Regions from separate parts of the Mus musculus genome. Here regions 1 and 3 are each linked to region 2. Evidence: chromatin contacts called from public ChIA-PET and HiChIP or PLAC-seq data. All regions are on one chromosome and are shown on one strand. Each heading gives the region's core, a stretch centred on a gene start, on an enhancer-like site or on the middle of the called end of the contact. The rest is flanking DNA. Distances are from core to core; before and after follow the strand shown.

The links. ChIA-PET counts read pairs in DNA pulled down with a chosen protein or histone mark. HiChIP or PLAC-seq counts read pairs in DNA pulled down with a chosen protein or histone mark.
Region 1: a contact with region 2 is called in an RNA polymerase II ChIA-PET map of memory CD8 T cells, with 57 read pairs. The contact joins the promoter of Acat1 here to the enhancer-like site in region 2. A contact is called at or near these places in 2 of 484 Hi-C or Micro-C datasets (B cells and granulocyte-monocyte progenitors), 1 of 115 datasets of contacts at active chromatin or transcription factors (memory CD8 T cells) and 4 of 9 other capture datasets (adipose tissue, embryonic stem cells, liver and 1 more).
Region 3: an H3K4me3 HiChIP or PLAC-seq map of the SCID.adh cell line shows a contact between it and region 2, with 14 read pairs. The contact joins the promoter of Ddx10 here to the enhancer-like site in region 2. A contact is called at or near these places in 7 of 39 promoter capture datasets (the C10 cell line, the HPC-7 cell line, the SN4741 cell line and 4 more), 1 of 15 datasets of contacts at CTCF or cohesin (embryonic stem cells), 6 of 484 Hi-C or Micro-C datasets (CD4 T cells, bone marrow-derived macrophages, cortical neurons and 2 more), 18 of 115 datasets of contacts at active chromatin or transcription factors (CD8 T cells, DN3 thymocytes, the SCID.adh cell line and 8 more) and 4 of 9 other capture datasets (adipose tissue, embryonic stem cells, liver and 1 more).

The regions. Positions count from the first base shown.
Region 1 is chr9:53,608,968-53,611,941 of GRCm38.p6, reverse strand. It overlaps Acat1 (acetyl-Coenzyme A acetyltransferase 1), which reads left to right and starts at 1,592. Exons shown (of 12, transcript NM_144784.3): 1 at 1,592-1,729. The coding sequence starts at 1,667.
Region 2 is chr9:53,434,667-53,437,457 of GRCm38.p6, reverse strand. It overlaps Atm (ataxia telangiectasia mutated), which reads left to right. Exons shown (of 63, transcript NM_007499.3): 63 at 1-336. Among named protein-coding and RNA genes, the nearest start is that of 4930550C14Rik, 31 kb to the right of the region's middle. Within about 2 kb of position 1,422, at least 25 of the 459 cell types and tissues checked have an H3K27ac peak or open chromatin away from gene starts, as enhancers often do. A contact at or near this core is called in B cells, CD8 T cells, the SCID.adh cell line and 2 more, where this site is marked.
Region 3 is chr9:53,246,777-53,249,487 of GRCm38.p6, reverse strand. It overlaps Ddx10 (DEAD box helicase 10), which reads left to right and starts at 1,376. Exons shown (of 18, transcript NM_029936.2): 1 at 1,376-1,670. The coding sequence starts at 1,485.

The DNA.
Region 1 (2,974 bases), core at 343-2,842, 170 kb before region 2:
CTAGTGGGATTGAGTGCATCCTAGGCTACATGAGACTCTAACTTGAAAAACAAAACAAAAGTGGGGCTTATGGTTCAGCAGTTAAAAATACTATCAGCTCTTAGAAAGGACCTGGGTTCAGCTCTCAGAACACAACAGACAGTTCCCAACTACCTACAACTTCAGTTTTAGGAGTTTTGACGCCCTCTACTGTCCTCTTCAGGCGCCTGTATGCACTTGGTGCAGATACACAAAGGTGCATATACACATACACACACTTTACCCCAAAAGGGTCTGGGAAGATGATTCAGTGTGCAAAGTGTTTGCATCACAAGAAAGCGTTTAGAGCATCATCCATGTAAAGAGCTAGGCGTGGTGGCCCTTGATTGTAGCCCCAGTTCCATGGATGGGTGGATAGGGTTGAAGGAGTAGAGATGGTGGCTTATTAGCCAGCCATTCTAGTGCAAGGAGAGATAGACCCTGTCTCACAAAACAAACAAAAACAAAACAAAACAAAAAACACCAAACAAAAAGCAGCAGAGAGTCTCAGAGGGAGTTATCTGAGGTTTACCCTTGGCCTACACAGGAGTGCACACAATTACATGAAACAAGTCGACTTGAAGTAAATTGTTCAATTTGTATGTTGTGCCTTTTGTTTTACATCAAGGAAAATTAATGTCACAAGCAGAAAGATCTGCTATCCCCAACTGAAGATTCAAAGTCAGCAAATGGCCTGGCATAGTGCTTTTAATACCAGCACTAGGGAGGCAAAGACAGAAAGATCTCTGTGAGCTCAAGACCATCCTGGTCTACATAGTGAATTCCAGGATAGCCAGAGCTACACCGTGGGACCCTATCTAAAAACTAACCAAACAAAACCTAAGCAAAACAATCCTCCAACTAGCCTTAGCAATGGGTTACACAAATGTGAGAATTATCATGTAATATCAGTTAATGCACTGTTTCTGTTTTGTTTTAATTATTTGGAGACAGGGTCTCCGTCTGTAGTTTTAGTTGTTCAGGGACTCGCTATGTGGACCAGGCTGGCGTCGAACTCATAGAGATCCACCTGCCTCTTTCCTGAGTGTGTCCCATCACACCCAGCCTGCGGGGAGTTTCTTTGAAAGTTGATGTAATCTTATTATTACTCAGTGAAGTTTAGATAGTAATATGTATTTTACTTAGCATCCTACAGAAAAACAACTTCAACATTCTTTTAACGTAAGAAATTGGTTTATTTGTATTATAAATGAATATAATGGGAATTGCTGGAAACATTTACCAACATCCTTTGTCTGGGTAATACAGTCACCTGATCAGGCACGGCAAAGTGAATGGAAAGTCTCGGACTGCACGAAAACTACAGGCATCTGGAGGCAGAAACAACTGGCATCAACAATCAACAGTTTAGCGTGCACCACCTAGGTGTCAAGCCACGTGGTCATTAGTCCTTTTTTTTTTTTTTTTTTTTTTTTTTTTTTGGTCCAGGAGAGCCTCAGCTCAGTCCTCGGGCCAAGCGCCAGGCCCCGCCCTCTGGCTACGGGCCAATCGCCGCCAAGCGCAGCGATCTTGGACTGCTATTGGAGGAGAGGGTCGGGGCGGTGCCCGCCACGACGTCGCAAGCTCTGCGGTGGGGAAGTGGAGGCCGCGGCGCGTCTCTCTGCCCTTGACAGCCTTTCGCGTCTCCATGGCTGCCCTGGTGGCTCTGCACGGCGTCGTCCGCAGGCCTCTGCTTCGCGGGCTGCTGCAGGTGAGCAGGGTCGATTCCGGGGGTGGGCCGGGATCGGGGAGCCCACCAGCCGCCCGCGAGGTCCGTCCTCGTGGGCCACAGCGCTCAGCACCAGCGCCTTGGGGATCGAGTGCCTGCGCCGTCGTGTGTCAGTCCACCTGTCAGTCTGTGCTACTGTCACGCTCCGCATCAGCTGTGCAGCAAAGCTTGGGCCTGACCAGGCGCGATCCCAGACTGCAGAGAGCTGAGTCTCTCTGTAGGCCCAGGAGTTTCTAAGACGTTTTTGTGACCTTGTGATTTCCTTTTCCTTGTTTTTTTGTTTGATTGGTTTGAGTTTTGGGGTTTGGTTTGTATTTTGTTCCACTGGTTTTTCTGTGGAACCCTTGCTGCCCTGGAACGCTCTCTCTCTCTCTCTCTCTCTCTCTCTCTCTCTCTCTCTCTCTCAAGATCAGGCTGGCTTCGAGCTCATTGGTCTTCCTCCACCTGCAGAGTGCTGGGATTAAAGGCATGAACCACCACCTGGCTAATCATTGGTTTAATTAATTGTCTTAATCAGAGCTCAGGCACTATATGGCAATCAGAAGATTGTCTTAAAACTAACAAGATGGCTACTGAGACAGTACAAGAAATAATTTTTATTTGAAGTGAGTGCCTCGCTTCTGATGGTTGTGTTCGGCGAACACTTTGTACTTTCCAAAGGTGACATTCTAGACTTTGTCGGTCAGTCTTTAAGAGTCTGGAGTTAGGTTTGCGTGGTTTTGTTTCTGAGAAAATCAGGGTTCGCCGAAACGGGTAGTTCTGGCAATAGGAGCTGAAAGAGAGCATTGCTCTGCAAGAGATTGTGAAAGAATAATTGAGGGCCCGAGGCTTGGAGCTGGAAGCTGAGGGCAAACAAACTATAAAATGAATCTTACTTGAGTTGCTGCTCGGGCAAGAGGAGCTTGAGATCAAGGATTTCAACCCACGTGGGCAATTTGGAGATACCCAGTCTCCGAAAGATAAAAAAACAATAAGTACTGGGTGACTGCAGTAATAGGAAAGCCAGAGGGATAGTCTATTTTCTCATCTGGAGATGGGCAGAACCTCACTCGTAAAATAAGTGTTCCCGGGGCTGGAGAGATGGCTCTGTGGTTAAGAGCACTGACTGTTCTTCCAAAGGTCCTGAGTTCAATTCCCAGCAACCACATGGTGCCTCACAACCATCTGTAAAAAAAGGAATCTGATGCCTTCTTCTGGTGTGTCTGAAGACAGCTACAGTGTACTCAT
Region 2 (2,791 bases), core at 173-2,672:
GTCAGGTCCTAAGGCTAAGGTCATCATAGCGTTCAATTAAAACAGGGAAAAAAGGGTGTGTCCCTAGAAATCCATCTCAACTTTAGATGTGATAAAAGGAATAAACGCAAAAAGGAACTTAGAGCACCTTAAGGTTTATAATAACTGTCTTTCTTTTTAAGTAGAAGGTCAGTATGAAATAGAAAATGTGCCATATCAAATGTTTTAGTTGCACCTTAGTAAAATTATGTATGTTATGTAGATTTGTTTAGTGCTAGTAAATGTTTTTCAGTTATGCTGTTTCCTGAATTATCAGTTTGTTTTAAATAAAGAACTGTGGAAGTATATGCTGACTATACAACCGTATGTCCATTTTATGAAATACTTGAGTATTGTGTGTGCCAGGCATGGGGCTAGTTCCTAGGGAGACAACAGTGAGCTCAGAGTCCAGGAAAGAGGCGGGTGGCTGCTGCAGTGGAATCAGTAGGCAGTCCAGGACATTACATTCCAGGCTGTGAGTCTGACAATTTTCTTAATTACCTTGTAACAGGAAGGCAAATGAACACTGTTCTTTCACTTATAATCTAGTTGACTTTTCTCAAATCTAAAAAACTAAAGATCCTAATATCCTAAATGTGGTATTTTATTTTTATCATGTTTTAAAATAAATTCCTTCCTTTTGAGGGTTTCATGTTCCTCTGTGCAGCTTCTAAGCAAAATGAATTTTGTATACACTGTAGTCAACATTTCCAGAAAGGTTGGGTTCAGAATTGGTAAAGATCTCATATAATGAAAATTATTCCTTGGAGTAAAACCCCAACTTTGCTCTAACAGGATGGGTGGTTTTATGTATAGTGGGAGTAAGAGTGTGTAGTTAGTAGTGTATTGTTCAAAAGCAGAAGTTCTAAACCAGGTGATTTTTGCCTTGTATATATTTTTAAACTAAAAAAAAAAAAAATCTTTTATTGTTAGGTACAAAACGGCTGTAACAACTAGGGACGCAACACGTTTCTTTACATGTTTTTTGGTTTGGTTTGGTTTTTGGTGTGGTTTCCTTCTCTTGAGTAGTCACGACGACGGCTGAGTGTTTCACAGTGTTTCTCTTCCTCTCCTGGCTACATGCTATTATTGCTAATCTGCTCTGTCACCAGTCACTTTTTGTCATCACTGTTCCACTGATGGTTAGAGCTCCTCTGAGGACTTCCCTTCATTCCTAGACCTTCCGAAATGTTCCATTCTTACAGTTCTTACCGAGGGGGTCATGCATACTTACATTACATTTCTCCCTAGGTACCGTCATAGTTTTGATAAGCTCTCTCTTCAGACTTTTCTTAGTATTTGAAATGTGTTACTCACCACTGACGTTTCATCCAGTAGACAGAGATAAAGTCTTATTCTTTCTAGAAACGTGCATGGGTTCTTTGGGAGCAGTGGTTCTCAGTTCCTCATGTGGTGGTGAACCCCAACCATAACATTACTTTTGTTCCTGCTTCAGAACTGTGATCTTGCTACTGTTAGGAGTCACCATGTAAATTACCTGTGGTTTGCAGTGGTCTCAGGCGACCTGTGAAAGGGCTGCGACTCACAGGTTGAGAACCACTGTTTTAGGCGATCCTATATGCTGTAAACATTTTTCCTCCCAGATGTTATGCTACTTTTGTTCCTTTGTCCTCCTTTACTCTCGTGGCCGCATCCTCAGCTTGGTGCAGTACAGAGCAGTCATGTTTGAAAGTCCTGTGGCTGATGGCTAGGGCTCAGGCGCCAGTGTGTTCCCTTTTCCTGCAGGGGTTTTGTGAAGCATCTGTGTCACTTTTTTTTTGTTAAAGAAATTCCTTCTCATACCTGGAATACTGTGAAGTTCTGTGGTGAGTGAGCCATTGCTGTACTTACTGAAGATGACCGTTTTTCTGAGTGTGTTACTATCCTGCTCACACTGTTAGGTTTTCTAAGATTAAGTCATCCATACACTTCCAACATCTTTAGGAGGTGGGCCAGTGCAGGGGGGGGGTAGGGGAGGGCATGGATTATGCTCTTTGAATTCATAAAATGGAACCCCGGTGCCGCTTTATGTCCGTGGCATGATACCGTCTCACCATAGAACCCAATGGAGTCCTACGACTTATTTACCTCATATAATGTCCCAGCGATAGTGTGCCATCTTAATACACACGGGGATATAGGCATCTCTTTAAACTCTGTCCCTAGTACTTTTAAGTATAAAACCAGAATGGAGTGGTTGGTCCTTTTGGTTTTGTTGTTGTTAACCTTTTATTTCCCACAATGTATAATTTCTTGAGATTGACAGTATATACCATCAATCCCAGTAATTCAAGAAAAGAGATGATTCGACTTTCTTCCTAATAAGCATATGAAATGAGATATTGTATGCTTTGTGAGAGTTTTTTTCTTTTTCTTTTTAATGCTTTAAAAGCCTAAAAATGTACTCATATTAATGGAATACATTGAAGTGTGTAAGTTGTGTAATGTTCCAATCAGGGCATTTCTCCTCAAGGGTTTTCTGAGGTTGTGTTTGATGTGTATGTGTGTCTTGCCTGCATTTATGTCTGTGTACCACTTGCATGCCAGAAGGTGGGATTAGATTCCCTAGAAATGGAGTTAGATAGTAGTGAGCCATCATGTCAGTGCTGGGAATCGAACCTTGGTCTTCTGGAAGAGCAGTCAGCACTTTTAACCACTATGCCGTTTCTCCAGCCCCAAGTGTATATAGTTTGTTTATGGTAAGACTCTCCACAGCCCTTTTTATCGGGCTTTTGGAAATATACAGAATGTTGTTTTCTATAGCTAACCCAAT
Region 3 (2,711 bases), core at 127-2,626, 190 kb after region 2:
TTCTTAGTTCGAGGCCAGCCTGGTCTACAAAGTGAGTTCCAGGACAGCTATACAGAGAAACCCTGTCTCGAAAAACAAAACAAAACAAAACAAAAAAAGTGTAGTGATGGAAAATATGAAAAAAAATCTTGGTTTAACTTATAGCTATAGTCATAGTCGTGGAAATAAACATTTACTTAACTTAAAAATCATTATAGCTGGGCAGTGGTGGCACACGCCTTTAATCCCAGCACTTGGGAGGCAGAGGTAGGTGGATTTCTGAGTTCGAGGCCAGCCTGGTCTACAGAGTGAGTTCCAGAACAGCCAGTGCTACACAGAGAAACCCTGTCTTGAAAAAAAAAATCACTATAAAATATACAATGTGAATATTCAGTTAAGGCCACCCAGTTGTTAAAACTGAGAGTAAATGTGATGGTTTGAATAAGAATGATTTCCATAGGCTCATATATTTGGAGTCACAGTTTCAAAACTTTGGAGTTTCAAAAGTCCATGCCAGGCACAGTGTCGCTGTTCATGCGTGCGTACGTGCGTGTGCGTGCGCACGCAGGTGTGTGTGTGTGTGTCTGTGTGTCTGTGTCCTGCCTATGGATCAGGATGCAGCTCTTAGGTACTGCTCCAGTGCCCACCTGGATGCTGGCATGCCTTCCCTGTCATGATGATAATGGACTAAACCTGTGAAACTGTAAGCCAGCCCAGTTAAATGATGCTTCTTTCTATAAAAGTTGCCTTGGTCATGGTGTCTCTTCACAGTAATAGTTCAGTGACTAACACAGTAATCATCTCAGGGTTTGGTTTTTGTTTTGTTTTGTTTTGTTTGTTTTTGACACTTTGTAAGATAAATGGTGATTGATGTTTAGGATGCTCTCCAGAGGCATCTTTACGATGTCTATGTGTAAGTGTATTTTTCTGTATTATGTAACTTTTTGTTAATTGAAAAGTTTGCTTTAAAGCATTTTGAGTCAACACGGTGGCATTTAACTGAAATTAGAGTATTCAGGAGGCAGGTGAATTCTTATAAATTTGAGGCCAGTCTGATCTACAAAGTAACTACGACCTACATACTCTATAACGTATAGCAGTGTACTCGCGAATGTTGGGCACACTTGAATCCAGAGTAAATGAAAAGCAGTACTTTACGCTGAGTATGACTTCACCATACTAGCAATAAGCAGTGTACTTGCGCTGTTTCCGGAAGCCCCAAGCACTCTCGGAAGCAGTGGAGCACGCCCAGTTCCTCCGTGCACGCTTTCCCCTGGCGTCTTAAGATCGCCCCGCCCAGCGGAAGCCAAATCACCAATCATCGTCCGCGCATTGCCTGTCGTCATTAATGTGTGCCCACTCTCCCCAGCTTGGGGGCGGGTTCCCGGACTTGCGCGTGCGCCCCTGCGCCTTCTCCACACGCTGGTTTCGCGTCTTCCGTGCTGTGCCTTGAGGAGCGAGGAGGCTCCCGTGTAGCGGCGTCGTGGGTCCTGGCAGCCCCCGCCATGGGCAAAACGGTTGCTTCTCTGGGTCAGGGAACCCGACCCGACCCGGTGCGGAGCTTTAATCGCTGGAAGAAAAAACACAGCCACAGGCAGCACCAAAAGAAGGAGCGGAGGAAGCAGCTAAAGAAGCCGGAATGGCAGGTCGAGCGCGAGGGGATCAGCCGCCTCATGCAAAACTACGAGAAGGTGAGGTGGGCTCGGGGCACGTTCGGCGGGGCTCTGGGGAGCGAGGGTGGGTGCAGCCCGGAGGTGTTGCCGCTGTGGTGGACTTAGGGTCAGGGTGGTGTGGGAAAGGGGCGGACCCGGCCAACGGGGCCTCACTAGTGGTCTGTTGGGTGTCGCTACCCAGGTCTGACTCTTCTACTTTCCGCAGTGCTGGGAAAAGTGATAGAAATGCGGTGACACTCCGGGTAGGGACATGTGGTGCAGCAGTGGTGACAGAACAGAGAGGCAATAGTGACCGCTGTGGAAAGAACCTAGCGGATGGAGTGAGAGCCTTCAGTAGAGTGCTAGCCCAACACGCAGGAAGTCCTGGGTTCAATCCCCAGCTCCACATAAACCGGGCACATATTGAGCACTAAGGAGGTGGAGGCAGGGGGATCAGAGGTGCAAAGTCATCCAAGGCTTTATAGCAAGTTCGAGGTCAGTCAGTGATACGTGAAACTTGGTCTCAAAAATGAAATAAATAAGCTAAAATCTGGAGTGATGTAAGAAAACGCTGTTGTTCGTGGGAAATGTTTAAAATAATAGAAATATCTTTAAGTACTCTCCATGTTTTATATTCTTTGCCCCTATCTTGAGGTGTGGATGGATCCTAGTAGTCCATTTAACGGATAAGAACTGTAGAGTTTGGAGAGGATAAGAAACTGGCCCTAATTTCCCACATCTAGTAGTGTGGAATTGGAACCTAGACCTGTGTCTGTTTCCACAGCTCTCGATCTTTAAGTTGGGAATTGGCTCTGTCCCTTAGCATCATCTTTTGTTCTTTGTCTCATTGTCTTCATGGTTTTCACCAAGAATCAGTGGAAAGACAATGGAATGTGTTTGCCTCTTCCTGACATCAGCATCTTGTAGCCAGTGTTCCTAGATGAGTAGTCTCATAGTTAACACTTAGACAAGCTGGCGTGTTTTCCTGCCCTAGGTGTCTGCCCCTTAGGAATGTTACTTCTATCCATCCTCTTAAAACCCATATTTTCCAGCATTCATCTACCTTTCTCACCTTTCCAG